Linked DNA regions of Mus musculus: all the other regions are linked to region 1. Evidence: chromatin contacts called from public HiChIP or PLAC-seq data. All regions are on one chromosome and are shown on one strand. The core of a region is the stretch at or near the end of the contact, and the rest is flanking DNA. Distances in the headings are between cores, read along the strand shown. Region 1 holds the start of Degs1 (delta(4)-desaturase, sphingolipid 1). Region 2 holds the start of Lefty1 (left right determination factor 1). Region 3 holds the start of Lefty2 (left-right determination factor 2).

What was found. HiChIP or PLAC-seq counts read pairs in DNA pulled down with a chosen protein or histone mark.
Region 2: an H3K27ac HiChIP or PLAC-seq map of embryonic stem cells shows a contact between it and region 1, with 7 times the contacts expected there. The contact joins the promoter of Lefty1 here to the promoter of Degs1 in region 1. A contact is called at or near these places in 1 of 39 promoter capture datasets (hippocampal neurons) and 1 of 115 datasets of contacts at active chromatin or transcription factors (embryonic stem cells).
Region 3: a contact with region 1 is called in an H3K27ac HiChIP or PLAC-seq map of embryonic stem cells, with 2.3 times the contacts expected there. The contact joins the promoter of Lefty2 here to the promoter of Degs1 in region 1.

Annotation. Positions count from the first base shown.
Region 1 is chr1:182,281,107-182,285,907 of GRCm38.p6, reverse strand. Degs1 (delta(4)-desaturase, sphingolipid 1) reads left to right here and starts at 3,107. Exons shown (of 3, transcript NM_007853.5): 1 at 3,107-3,286. The coding sequence starts at 3,205.
Region 2 is chr1:180,932,199-180,937,030 of GRCm38.p6, reverse strand. It overlaps Lefty1 (left right determination factor 1), which reads right to left and starts at 2,009. Exons shown (of 4, transcript NM_010094.4): 1 at 1,672-2,009; 2 at 238-484; 3 at 1-22. The coding sequence starts at 1,921. It overlaps Gm39715 (a long non-coding RNA gene), which reads left to right. Exons shown (of 3, transcript XR_865785.2): 1 at 1-443.
Region 3 is chr1:180,890,172-180,894,612 of GRCm38.p6, reverse strand. It overlaps Lefty2 (left-right determination factor 2), which reads right to left and starts at 1,505. Exons shown (of 4, transcript NM_177099.4): 1 at 1,180-1,505; 2 at 232-478; 3 at 1-17. The coding sequence starts at 1,429.

The DNA.
Region 1 (4,801 bases), core at 1,858-4,357:
TGAAAAAGAAGAAAAAGGAAAGGAAAGGAAAGGAAAGGAAAGGAAAGGAAAGGAAAGGAAAGGAAAGGAAAGGAAAGGAAAGGAAAGGAAAGGAAAGGAAAGAGGAGAGGAGAGGAGAGGAGAGGAGAGGAGAGGAGAGGAGAGGAGAGGAGAGGAGAGGAGAGGAGAGGAGAGGAGAGGAGAGGAGAGGAGAGGAGAGGAGAGGAGAGGAGAGGAGAGGAGAGGAGAGGAGAGGGCAGCTGGGTGGTGGTGCACACCTTTAACCCCAGCACTTGGGCAGCAGAAGCAGGAAGATTTTTTGACTTTGAGGAATTCCAGGACAGCCAGGGCTGCACAGAAACCCTGTCTCAAAACCAACCAACCAACCAAACAAACAAATAATGGAAACATTTAAATTATATGAAAGAGAGCTAGAGAGATGGCTTATCAGTTAAGAGCACTGACTGCTCTTCCAGAGGTCCTGAGTTCAATTCCCAGCAACCACATGGTAGCTCCCAGCCATCTGTCATGGGATCTGATGTCCTCTTCTGGTGTGTCTGCAGACTGCTGCAGTGTATTCACATACATGAAATAAATAATTCTTTTTAAAATTATATGAAAGAATGTGTCAAGTTCACCGTATGGCTGCTGGGAGACTTCTGGGAAAGCTATTTCTGTTTACTCCAGATAGAGAAACAGCAGCAACCCAAATAAATAATTCTATCCAGCTTGGCGCATGTCTTAGTGTTTCTGTTGCTGTGAAGAGACACTATGATCAAGGCAACTCTTATAACGGCAAACATTTAATTGGGGTTCAGTCCATTATCATCCAGGCAGGAAGTATGGCAGCATCCAGGCAGGCATGGCACTGGAGGGGCTGAGAGTTCTGCATCTTGTTCTGAAGGCAAGCAAGAGAAGATTGACCTCCAGGCAGCTACCAGGAAGGTCTTTCAAAGCCCACCCCTCACAGTGACATACTTCCTCTAACAAAGCCACACCTACTCCTACAAGGCCACACCTCCTAATAGTGCCACTCCCTGGGCCAAACATATTCAAACTACAACAGTGCACCAACAATTTCTTTGGTGATACTTACAGGAACATGAGTATCACCGGCATCACCAAACACCCAACTCCAGTGTGAGCTTGCATGGCTGGAGTCTGTTGCCCAACCTGCAGGCCGCTATACCCCTAAAGAGCCTTCGTTGCTCCAGGCCCTAGGCATATGTGTGTCAGTCAGAGGCCCTGTCATGGACAGAATTCACTTTCTGCTCCAGCCTTTTACAGTTTTAGGCAGTACCATAGCATAGCACAACACAATATAGCTAGAATATGTATTTTACTTCAGTTGTCTTATTTTCTCCTTTAGTGTGAACCTCTGGGAGAAAAGCACTATTATAAAAAATCATAGGGGTTTTGGGTTTTTTTCTTTTTATTATTTATTTGTTTAATTTATTTATTTGGTGGTGGTGGGTTTTGAACCCAGCATCTTACTGGGCACTTTATCATTGAACTCTGTCTCAAGTCTTTTATCTGTGTTGGGTGTGTGTATATGGAGGAGGCTGGGTTTTATCGGTGCACTTGCTCTGTAACCAAGGCAATCCTGGAACTTGTGATCTCTGCCTTAGGCTTCTGCTCAGTTGGGATCACACACAACTGGGCTAACATGCCCGGCAAGAATTTCTTAATACCTTCACCTACCCAGATGATACTTTAATTAAATAGCATCACATCAGGGGCTAGAGAGATGGTTCCGTATTTGAAGAGTTCCTACTGCTCTTGCAGAGTTCAGTTTCCAGCACCCATGGAAGGTGGGGTGTCTTTCAACGGCATGTAACTCAGCTCCAAGGGATCTGACACCCTTTTCTGGCCTCTGAAAGCAACTGCACCCAGATAGATAGATCTTTAAATAACATCACATCATTTTAACCCTTCAGAATAAATAAGACTGATACATCACAGCTGGCTAGTTTATCCTTTAAGTCCCTGTTAATTTGTTGGTTTTTTTTTTCTCCTTTATTAGAGAACACAAAATTCCCATATCGTTTCCTACAGTGAGATCTTGCTGATGGTATCCCATAGTTTAGCAGATTCCTCTGTAGTTTGTAGTTTTCTATACATGAGCAGTTGTACTTCCAAGACTTGTCAGACTTGGATGTCTGTCTCTCTGTGTCCCCACCTCTCCCGTTGTGGTATGCATGTGCAGTGGTGTGTGTCTGTGTCTGATTTATACTCATGACCACTTGGCTTCTTTAGGAAAGTCATCTGGTCTGCTAATCCCTAATCCTGTAATCTTAATCTTAATTAGCAGTTCCTTTCACTTCCAGGCTCCACGGAGAAGCCAGGGCTCTTAGTCCATCCACCTGCTCGGCCCGTGCTCCAACTCTGTGCCACACCTCTAATCCCTAAACCTCGTAAGTGAAGAAATGATAGGCATTTTGAAATCAAATCTCCCCTGCCTCCCACAGGAAGTTGCGGGTGATCACTTCTGTGACACGGGAAGATGCATGATTGAGCAACCATTAGTGTAGGGAAACATCAGAACCACCAACTCCACCCCATCTCTCCCTTCCCTTTTCTTTACTGCATTGTTCAGACAAGTCTGAAATTCCACTGGGAGGCAAGGGCAGGCCCACCGGCTGGAGGATAACCTAGGCTAGGTAGTGAGAACCTACTTCAAGAAACAAAAGCAAACATATGGGGCGGGAGGGGTGAGGAGGGGCGAAGACGGGAGAGAGGGGAGAGAAAAGCAAAGAGAAAAAAAAAACTTTTTTAAAAATTAGATTTTAGTTGCCACACACTCCAAATCTCTGGAGGTTTTAGTTCCAGAAGGCAACCAAACAGGGCTCGACAGATAATTTGCTATTAAAAGTTAAGCGAAATATGGGCTCGTTGCCACTTAATCAAAGCCAGTGATCTTCCGAACTCAAGGAGAGGTAGCCACCCCATGTACTCCACCCACTGAGGCGCTAAAGCGAGAGCCTTATCCAGCCGCAAATCTTTCCTTCTCTTTTCACCTTTTCCCAGGCTTCGTGAGCCTACAAGGTTCTTGGCTGCCGACCCAGGTCCCGCCCATCGCCTCCCACGAGGGGCGTGGTCATTGCGGGGCGTGGCCTGAGGCCCCGCCTCTGCCCGCGTCCCCGCGGCTTATCGACTAGAGCCGGGCCTCGAGCTGCCGCCGTCCGGACACGAGCCGGAGGCAGAGCGGGTCCACAGGCCGCAGCCATGGGTAGCCGCGTGTCCCGAGAGGAGTTCGAATGGGTCTACACGGACCAGCCCCACGCCGCCCGGCGCAAGGAGATCTTAGGTGAAGACTGGACCCCGTTATGTGCGCGTGGCCGCGTGCGGGCCCTGAGCGGCCTCCCGTGCGCGCCGTGCGAGCGCGGCCTCCGCGGCCCCTTCCAGCCGCTCCGCTGCTTGGCCGCCGGCGCGGGCTCCGGGCGGGCGGGAGAACCGAGGGATGAGGGATCAGCGCGCCGCCGCTCGCTGCTAGCCCTTCGATGGTCATGTGTTGGAGGCCTCCGCCGGCCTGTGAGCTGAGGGTCCCCAGGTAGGGCGATCCGGACTCGCCCCTCCTGCTCCGACAGTCGAGGGTGACCCCCGCTCCTGGTGGAGCGGTAGGCTCGAGCCCGGACGCCTGCTTGGCTCAGGGCGTGGTCCAGGGGCATCCCCGGCCCCGGGAGCCTCAATCACGTGGTCCAGTCAGCTGCAGGCCTAGCGGGGGACCAGGTTCGGGTGACCCTAGGCTTCCCAGACCGGATGGCTCCTGTGAGTTTTTATTCCAGTGATCTGCGGGACCGGCTGCATAGGAAAGGCGCGCAGCTTAGCCTCCCGGACCTTAGGACAGGCTAGGCCTGATTTAGGAGAGTATGGGGGGCGGAGGGGGGGTTTCCACGTGAGATAGAGAGGTCTCTTATCCCACGTAGGCTGCTCTTAAGAATAAGGACAAATTGTTGGGTATGAGCTTTGCATATATGAACCAGTTCAATTTTTCCTTTCCAGTACTTTGCCTGAGCCGGCATTTTAAAAGATGAAGTAATGTTTAAGAAGATTCCAACATCTTCATAATTAGACTGCAGCCAAAGAGTCTGCCTTTTTTCTTTTCTTGGTGCTAGATATAGAAAGTTGTTTTAGTTTGTTTGTTTTGATTTAATTGAGAGAATCAATGAAAGGCCTTTTAATATGAGGAACTGCCTCATATCCACCATTTTCACACTCTTTCTTAAAAATATTTGCCTAATGGGGGAGGGGGCGGCGAGGCCCTGGTTTCTGCAGTAGTTGCTAAACTTAGACATTACTTGTTTCGCAAATCAGAGTGACTAGCTGCCGTTCAAATGGACTTTATTTTTCTAGTGGAATTCACGTTCAGGGGATCCCTGGTGCTAGTAAGTTCTCTACCATTGAGCTGCACCCCTGACTTCTGACCTGGAACTTAAATTGAGTGAGCCTCAGTCATTATCACCAGCTGTGCTGTCAGGTGCTTTGGGCTCTGGGGTTTCCGTATAGTCATTGCCTCTGCCTCATTACGGTGATAAATGTCTGCTGCTCCAGGGAGGGAGGGAGGCCTTTGGCTGCTGGCTTATCGGTGCTCACCGGTGCTTTTGGGTGTGTGGGGAGGGGGGAAGGGGGAGGTGTCTGGTGAAATCATGCCAGAGGGGTTTGAAGGAAAAAAGCTGATCCCCCTCATGTCAGCCTGGAAGCTGGGGGGCAAATGGAAACGTCCTTTGGGGCCTGCTTTCAGTGCACACCTCCTCCTATGCCTTTTATTCTGAGTCCTTTGAGGGGTTAATATGTTGATAAGGTCAGAACATTCAGGATCCTC
Region 2 (4,832 bases), core at 760-3,259, 1.3 Mb after region 1:
GCTCTCGTGGATGGACACGAGCCTGAGACACAGCAGTGCGCGTCAGGCGAGGGGACTGGCAGGCTGTTAGGGAGGCCCTGGAGGAGGAGTCTGTCCCGTCTGGTACACACCCCTATCATCTGCTGCTCCCCTCCCCCTGCATGGGCGAGTCCCTCACTTCCCAACTCTCGAGAGAGAGAGAGAGAGAGAGAGAGAGAGAGAGAGAGAGAGAGAGAGAGAGAGAGAGAGAGACTATACCTAGAATCGATAAGGGCAGTGCGGTTGGAGCCGTCGTCGCGGAAGCGCAGCCATTCAATGGTGACCCGAGCCCGGGCACTGTGTGGGGACAGCCTCTTTTGCCTCCGGAGAGCTGTTCTGGGCACAGGCTCCTGGAACAGCCGCAGCACAGCCTGCACCAGCTCGCTGTTAGGCGGCAGCCGCTGCTCCATTCCGAACACTAGCAGGTGAGTGGAGGTCTCTGACACCAGGAACCTGCCTGCCACCTCTGTGGACAAGGACAGAGTCAGCCGGGCCTCTACAAGTACCAGATAACTTCCAGGGTGGCAAGACCCAAGACCAATGGCCAAGATTCCTTAAAAATCCTCAGGGAGAGTTGTAAGCAGGAAGCCCATGAACAACATGAAAAAGAAGTCTTTCTTTCTACTCAGGAATTATAAAGTTTGCAATGAGGCCCTGAATGCTAACTCTTGCACACTTAGTGGTGACTTTGGAACCCTGTGCAAGAAAGGAGCTGGAGGGGTTCCAGAGCGTGGCAATGCTGGCTTCTTTCTGGAAGGTTTTAGGAGAGGATTGGGGGAGGAATACAGAATCAGGCTGCAGAGACTAGAGAAAAGAAGCCCAGCCCGAGGTGCCTTTCTTAAGAGACAGATGCATTTGTGAGGGGTTCCGTTCAGTGGAACAGGAGTCTGTGAATATCCTTGTCAGGACTGCTGAACCCTGGGGCAAGTGTTCAGGGAGTTGTCACCTTCCTAAATGGCTCCAGCCAGTGTGCTCACTCTCTGGGATAGCAGAGTGGTTGGTTACCTGAGAGGCCAGCCACACCTATCCTCAGCAGACATCTCCCTTGCCTGCCTGTTCAGAACCAGCATCCTTCTATCTCCAGGCCTAGGTACCACAGGACAGTAAGTTTATGGATGTGGCTGTGCCCATGAGGGCTGCTTCCAGCTGGAAAATGCTACACCACCACACAGGCCTTTGCTACTTGACAGCTGGATACCTGTTCTCTCTCTCAATCTCTCTCTCTCTCTCTCTCTCTCTCTCTCTCTCCCAAATTCTGTCACCCAGGGCTGCCTCTACCCAGCCACTGTTCTCTGTCCATGGCAAGACATAGTCAGCCACTCGTCCAGGCAGTGACCCCAGGAAGTTCTACCTGGCCCTGACTGCTCCAGGGGTTCTGTTTTCTTCCACTCTCCTCCCTCTTCTCTGCTCCTTAATTTACCAGCAAGCACAGCCCCGCTTTTCCCATCCTGAGACTCCTTCAGTGCACAGCCAGATCCCCAGTGCCCACCCTCCCAGATCTTCTCCCCTCTAACATCCGCCTCACCCTGTGCCCCCCACCCCCATGACTGACTCTGAGCACCACAAGGCAAGGGTCCATACACACCACAGGTGGAAGGAAGGCATGATCAGCCGGCCTTTCCTAGAGACCAAGGACAACAGGGGAGGGCTCACCTCGAAGGTTCTGGCTGAACCTCTTGCCTCGGGAGCGGCTGGCATGGCTGTGTTGTAGCAGGGCCACATACTGAGTCCTCACGTGCGAGGGGATGACCATCCCTTCCACATCAGCCTTGTCCAGGACTGGCGGTTGATCGAGCTGCAGCTGTTGCAGCAGGCTGCCCAGGATCTGCTCTCCGGTCAGGGCTTCCCTGAGGCTAACCAGCGACAGTGCCCAGAGTGCCCAGCAGAGCCACAGGAATGGCATGGTGCTGTCCGGGAAGAGGAGCCTTGGATGTGTGTGTCCCTGAGGTGTCCTGAAAGGGTCTTGAGTCTGCGGAGGAATGGTACGGTACGGAACAGCTTTATAGCTGGTCCTGGGGTGGGGGGCAGGGAGGAAGAAGAGAGGTCACACCCCTGGGACCTCCTGGGAGCTCAGCATGAAACAAGCCCCTGAGTCCTGAGGAGGGGCTGTCTAGAAAGGACACAAAAGCCTGTCTGGACTGAGAACATCTGGTCACCGCTGTCTGTTAGCCATATACTTCACCATTGACTTAAGGGTGTCTGACCAATTAGGACATTCAGGACAGGGGTGGTAATAGCTCAGTGGTAGAGCAGCACCGGCCCTGCACACGTGAAGCCCTAAATTCAATCCCAGCATGGGATGGAAGGTGGGTCCTGGAGACGACGCGGAGGTCTCACGTTCTCTGCTGGATGCCTGCTCCCAGTGTCTGGAATGTGCACCTGTAGTCTTGTCCATCACTGCTTCTAAACCCTGGAGAGAACCAGATGTCAATCAACACCTGGGCTCTCCAACTGACTTGCTTCCCAGGTGTGCAAAAGACTTTTCTAGGGCTGATAAGAGTGAGGCTTCTCCACTTTGGGGGCTGGGGGACCTTCCTTGGTTGCAAAGCCTGGGACTCGCCAATGAGCAACCTATCCTTTCCCTTTCTTGCTGTAGGAGAATTGAAAATCTACCCCATCCCAATCTCTGAGCCAGAGTACATCGGCTCAGACGAGGGGCAACATAGTTAAGATCGGTGCCCACGAAGGGCTTTCCACAGCTCCAATTATTTTCTGCTAAGTCCTGCCCAGGGGTGTGTGTCTGGGGTGGGGACAGGGTGTGTGGCTGGGTTGGGGACAGGGGCATGTGGCTGGGGTGGGGACAAGGGTGTGTGGCTATACACCAGTAATATGCTAAGCCTTCTCCAAGACACAGCTGGGATACCCGAGTGTGAATTTGTGGCTTTGTGCGCTGGAGAAATAAAATTGAGCAAGCTGCCAGGGGTAGGGCTGCCAAATAAAACCCGTACTGAATCTGGGACTTGGTTACACAATATATCAGTCACTGTTTACCTGGGATTTGCATTACACCAGTATCTAGAGGTTTTATTTGCAGATTCAGACAATCTTAGTCGGGGGATAGATGAAGAAACCATAGTGGATTGTAAGACTCGTCCCTGGTGTGTTCCCTGGCTCTCCAGCAGGGCCACCCTTTGTTATGCAGAAGAGCAGCTGCCTTCCCCATGGCTCCTGCCCAGGTCTGACCCAGGTCAGGCTTGAGATTGGAAAGCAGGCCCCAAACCAGGAGAGGGGGGCCCTGGAATGAAGTCTGCAGCTTCTGACACGATGCGCTGCCTTTCTTGGCTCGAGACCAGTGTAAAGGACCCAGGGGTGGTCAGTGGCCCAATCACGAGGGAAATGAGGGCTAAGTAAGAAAAGAAGCCTGGTGTTTCCTACCACTCTCTGTCTCCAAACAGAGGTTGGGCTGCTGGGGCAAACACTGCAATGGGAACAGAAGTCATCTTGGGACTTGCAGAGTTAAGTGTATGGCTAACATTAGGCATAGGATCAGACCCAAGGGCCTCTGAGGTCAGGGAAGCTAAAGTCCAGGACAGTCTTTGCAGGCTAGCTCCTGGTGTCTAGGATGCCCTCACTGAGCAGAGCAGACACTTTGTGTTCTCTTAGCAAGTACTCCAAGGCCAGCCCAGGTGCCATGGGCAGTCTGGCCCCACATGTGGAGATCCTAACCCCTGCCCGAGGCCATGTGGCTTCTGGTGGGCAGTGCAGAGGGACTTCCAGACATGCCCTGGTGGACTCCGTGTTCTCCCAGAGCATCTCAGGTACAGACAGGGATATAGAGAGCGTGTTAGGCTGTTGGCTCCTTCTCCTTCCTGCAGGTTTGAATTCAAACCCTTGCTGTACCACACTCACAAGTTCTGCAGATCTCAGACCCTCCTCAATGTGACATAAATCCACTGTGGGAAATGAGAGTCTTCTCAAGGCGATTCCAGTTTCCCTCTGGGAAAACAGACCCCAGAAATTAGCCATTTAACCACCATGTTCCCAGAATTCCTGGCAAGCCTCTTGGTACACAGTAGGTGCTCAAGAAATTCTAGCTGCCTCTTACACTGTTAACATACTTGAGAGGTGAAATTTCTAAGATGTAACTTGACTCTCTTTCTTTCTCTTTTTCTTTTCTTTTCTTTTCTTTTCTTTTCTTTTCTTTTCTTTTTAACTCTCTTAAAAATAATTAGAATTCAGGAACATTCAGATCTGTGGAAGGAAGGAGTGTGGGAAGAGACAGGCTCTTCCTTTGCTCCTCCTGCGCACCATTCTCTGCCTCTCTTGCAGACAACATGGAATGGTTTCCTCGTCAGGCAGATTTTATTAACAACCGTTATTTGCACCTATGTTTTTTTTTAATTTTTAATTTAATTTTATTTTATTTTAATTAGGTATTTTCTTCATTTACATTTCCAATGCTATCCCAAAAGTCCCCCATGCCCTACCCCCCCCCAGCACCTATGTTTTTAAATTTTTTAGTTTTTAAAAAATCATCTTTACAGATTTGACAGCAGGGGAATGTTGTTTATTTGGGTTTTTGATGTGGAGTGTTCTGGGGTGTGTGTGAAGATATGTTCTGTTTTGTTTTGTGAGTTTGTTTTTGTTTTGTCACACACACACACACACACACAAACACACACACACACACACACACACACACACAATGCTGAGACTGAACCCAGGGCCTTAAGGATGCTAAGCATGTACTCTGCCACTAAGCTATAGTCCAGTCCCAATTTAATTTAAGAGTCGGGGTTTCACTATGTCCTATCAGCTAGCCTCCAACTTCTGAATGTGATTCCCCACCGGACCCTCCACGGTGGCTACAGGTT
Region 3 (4,441 bases), core at 256-2,755, 1.4 Mb after region 1:
CGTGGATGGACACGAGCCTGAGACACAGCAGTGCGCGTCAGGCAAGGGGACTGGCAGGCTGTTAGGGAGGCCCTGAAGGAGGAGTCTGTCCCGTCCGGTACCCATCCCTATCATCTGCTGCTCCCCTCCCCCTGCATGGGCGAGTCCCTCACTTCCCAACTCCCCCAACACACGCGCGCACGTGCGCGCACACACACATCAGCAACAACAGCATCCAGCAGCATCCCCTACCTAGAGTCGATGAGGGCAGTGCGATTGGAGCCATCCTCACGGACTCTCAGCCATTCAATGGTGACCCGAGCCCGGGCACTGTGTGGGGACAGCCTCTCAAACCTCCGGAGAGCTGTTCTGGGCACAGGCTCCTGGAACAGCCGCAGCACAGCCTGCACCAGCTCGCTGTTAGGCGGCAGCCGCTGCTCCATTCCGAACACTAGCAGGTGAGTGGAGGTCTCTGACATCAGGAACCTGCCTGCCACCTCTGTGGACAAGGACAGAGTCAGCCGGGCCTCTCCAGGTATCACAAGACCTCTAGGATGGCAGAGCCACTGTACTTGAAGGAGGCCAGGACAGAGCCGTTACAGTTCTGTGCCTTTTTAAAATCTCCAGCAAGAGCTTGTTCACTAAACCTCCCCAAGCAAGCACAAAGAGCTTTGGGATCCAGAAGTAATGAAGCTGAAGAGAGTAGGGTCCTTATAGAAGCCGGGTCATGGATCTGGCTTTCTTTCTGATCCCAGCCCTAACGGGGAGAGGCTCCATTTAGGCTCCTGCATCTCACTAGCGGGCTATACTGTTCTCAGAATACTGGACGTTTTGTTTGCTTTTAACCCAAAGTAGCTTCAACCAGTAATTTACTTCAGTGTTCATAGCACAAGACACAGTTGGCCACTGTCCCAGATGGTCCTAGATAGTCACCCCAGAAGTCACACTACTGTCTCCAGAAGAACTGGGTCCTTGCTACACCTACCCATACCCTATGATCCTGTTTTGCCCTGCTCTATTCTTCTCTGAGTCTGGGTCTTGTCAGTCACTCCAGCCTGATGTATATCTCCTCCTGGCCTTGAGAGTCCTGAGGACTTGGTCACACCTCTCAACACACACACAAAGAAAGGGTCTACATCACCAGAGTGGGCATGGTCAGTCTGCCCTGTCTAGAGACCAGGGACAGCAGGAAGAGCTCACCTCGAAAATTCTGGCTGAACCTCTTGCCTCGGGAGCGGTCAGCGTGACTTCCCTGCAGCAGGGCCACATACTGGGACCTCACGTGGGTAGGGATGGCCATCTCCTCCACATCCGCGCTGTCCAGGGTGGGGGCCTGGCTGAGCTGCAGCTGCTGCAGTAGACTGCTCAGGACCTGTTCCTCGGTCATCGCTGCCCCAGGGCCAGCCAGGGGCAGTACCCAGAGTGCCCAGCAAAGCCACAGGGACTTCATGGCGCTGCCCAGGAGGAATCGTGGATATATGCGTCCCTAAAAGTGCCCTGAAAAGTTCTTGGGACCTAGACGGTCTGCTGAGGGCTGGCACTGGCCTTCTTTATAGTTGGCCCTGGGGTGGGGGGCAGGGAGGAAGGACAAGAAAGGTCACACCCCTGGGACCTCCTGGGAACTCAGCATGAGACAAGCCCCTGCGCCCTGAGGAGGGGCTGTCTAAGAAAGGACACAGAGAGCTGTCTGGAAGACACACGGACTGAGATTTCTGTCTGTGGGGTCACTGCCTCTCAACGATACTGTTCGCTCTTGTTGGAATTATCTGATAATATCACCGTCTGTTTTGTGGGATAGAGAATTCCTCGGGGCAAAAAACAGAGAGACTCTTTCACCAGTTGTTGAAGTACTATATTACCTGCATAGCCATGGCTGGGCTGAATTCTTCAGAAACGACTCTAGGTCAGGCGGACCCCAAACTTGTGATAATCCTCCTCCCATCATCCTCTGCATGCTAGAACTACAGCTGTGTATCACTATGCCAGACCTGTTTAAGACTCTGGAAGATTCTCCATGGGCCAGTGGAGGTCTAGATTTGTCCGTGGAGGAACAAAGAGGGGCAGAGTCCTGTATTCCAGCTGTCTCTGGTCAATTCCACAGATACCCCGGAGTCAAAGGAACCGTATACATCCTTCAGTACCCCCACGGGTCTGTCCAGGTTCGTCACGGTCCTCATCACACCCCACCCCTCCCATGCCAGAGGAAGACAGATGCCGCTAACTAGAGATTTTGCTAGCATAGTCTCAGGAAACATGAAGACTGCGCATGTCTCTCTGCTCTCAGAGTGCCACAGAATGTGCCTCTTCAGACAGCAACTCCTTCTGGGAGGGCTCGCCCACTAGGCTCATACCACAAGCGCTCAGGCTTGTGTCTTGCTCATACCACAGACTTAGAGACAGAAACCATCCAGAGGCCAAATCTGCCTGGAAACATGTCCAGTCCACAGCTGCAGGCACCTGACTGGCCCTACTTCTTCTAGCTCCCAGTTTACAACAGCTGGGTCTTGATACTTGGTAAATTTTATAAATTCTCAATGCCTTGTGTTTTTATTATCTAAAGGAGCAGTTGACAATGACAGAAGACCCTGTCTCAAAACAAATACATAACATATGCGCATGCAAGATACATCCTCAGCAGACATCCATCGTATGAGTGATCATGTGTGCCAGGCCCCATCCCAAGCTGGGAGTAGGGTTCCACACAGCCCTTACGAGGCAGGTTTTAGCTGCAAGTGCATCTTTCAGATGCTGGTCAGCTCACTACAGGACAAAGTCACCTGTCCTGTCACAGTATGCAGTTAGAGGAGACCTTGCGATACAGATATTTGCATCTGCCCCCTAAGGCCTCTCTGGCTCAGAGGTCTAAGTGTGTGCAGAAGGAAACCTTTCCTGTAGCCAATGAGAGGTGAACAATGGCCACAGAGGAGCTTAAGGGCCAAAGGGCCTGGTGGACAGGGATCACCTCTCTGCCTTCCCAGGAGGACACTGGCCCCTGGGTGTGTATGCGCTGTGTTCTACCTTTCTCAAACAACCCTGAGAGCAGAGAAAACCCTCTCAGGTTCAAGGGCTCTGGGTAACAGCCCAAACACACACACACACACACACACACACACACACACACACACACACGAGTGCATGCACGAGCACACATATGTACACATTCTCACGTACATATTAATATATGTAGAAGATTTATAGTAGTAAGTGGGTGGGCTCAGAACTTAGAAGAGGAACATAACTGCCGGGCAGGGTGGCGCACGCCTTTAATCCCAGCACTCGAGGGGCAGAGGCAGAATTTCTGAGTTCGAGGCCAGCCTGGTCTACAGAGTGAGTTCCAGGACAGCCAGGGCTATACAGAGAAACCCTGTCTCAAAAAAAAACCCAAAAAAAAAAAAAAAGAGAGGAGCAGAAATAACTCTGATAAGGCTAAGGGTCTAAGTCTCTAGTACAGCATTTGCAAGTCCTTGGTTTTGATCTCTACCACGTCAAAGAAAAGAAAAAAAAATCTGTCCCTAATCATAATAAATCATGCATGCAAGATGTGTGTGTGGTTTTGGGGTGTGTGTGTGTGTGTGTGTGTGTGTGTGTGTGTGTGTGTTGGCTTTGTTTTGTTTTGTGACAAGGTCTCATTATGTAGCCCAGGCTAGCCTTGAACTCAAAGTCCTCCTACCTCAGCCTCCCTGGTGCAGAGATTCTAGGCATGTACTACCATGCCTGGCATTGTTAACTCTTTATCCCTGGGGTAGACAGGGAGGTTTGCATTATTATTTCCACTTAATAGATGAAGACACCGAGGCGTAAAACTGTTACATGACCTGTCTAAGGGCAGATATTGACTGCCAAAGTTAGGGCTATTTGGATATATATGACAGAGAGTTTGGAGGGGTCACAGGATAGGCAGGCTGAAGTAAGAGGAAATATAGAAATCCAGGCAGCTGGCCCCAGAGAGGGAAGTCCCAGGGTCACAGACCTGCTTCTCAGTCATTTTTCTCTTATCTCCCACCTCTGTTTCCAAGGAAACTAGGTAATGCCCCAGAAGGACTTCAAATGTCTCATCTGGGGCTGGGGGTAGCTCAGTGTCTGGACGCTCACCTAGCATTCGAAAGGTCCTGAGTTCCATCCCCCAGCACAGAAAAACAGAAAAACAAAATCTAATCCCATCCTGGAGCTCACATCTCCTAATGAGGAGCCCCTGAAATATAAGACCCCCACTCTGTATCCGGCTTTCTTCAAAAGGAACACCGCCGCTGCCTTCCTTTGCAAGTGATTAACAGGGAAGGGACTTTATAGGATGCTAACATTTGGGGCTTTAGTCAAGCCAAACGGCACAGAGGTGTCACATTTACAGGCCACCAGAACGTGAGGTCCTTCGTCCCTGGAAGCTCTTCTGGGCTGGTGTGCCTTAAATATGCAAGAGTTCACCACCCTTGCAATGGGCGAAAGGAAACCCTGTGGCTTATCA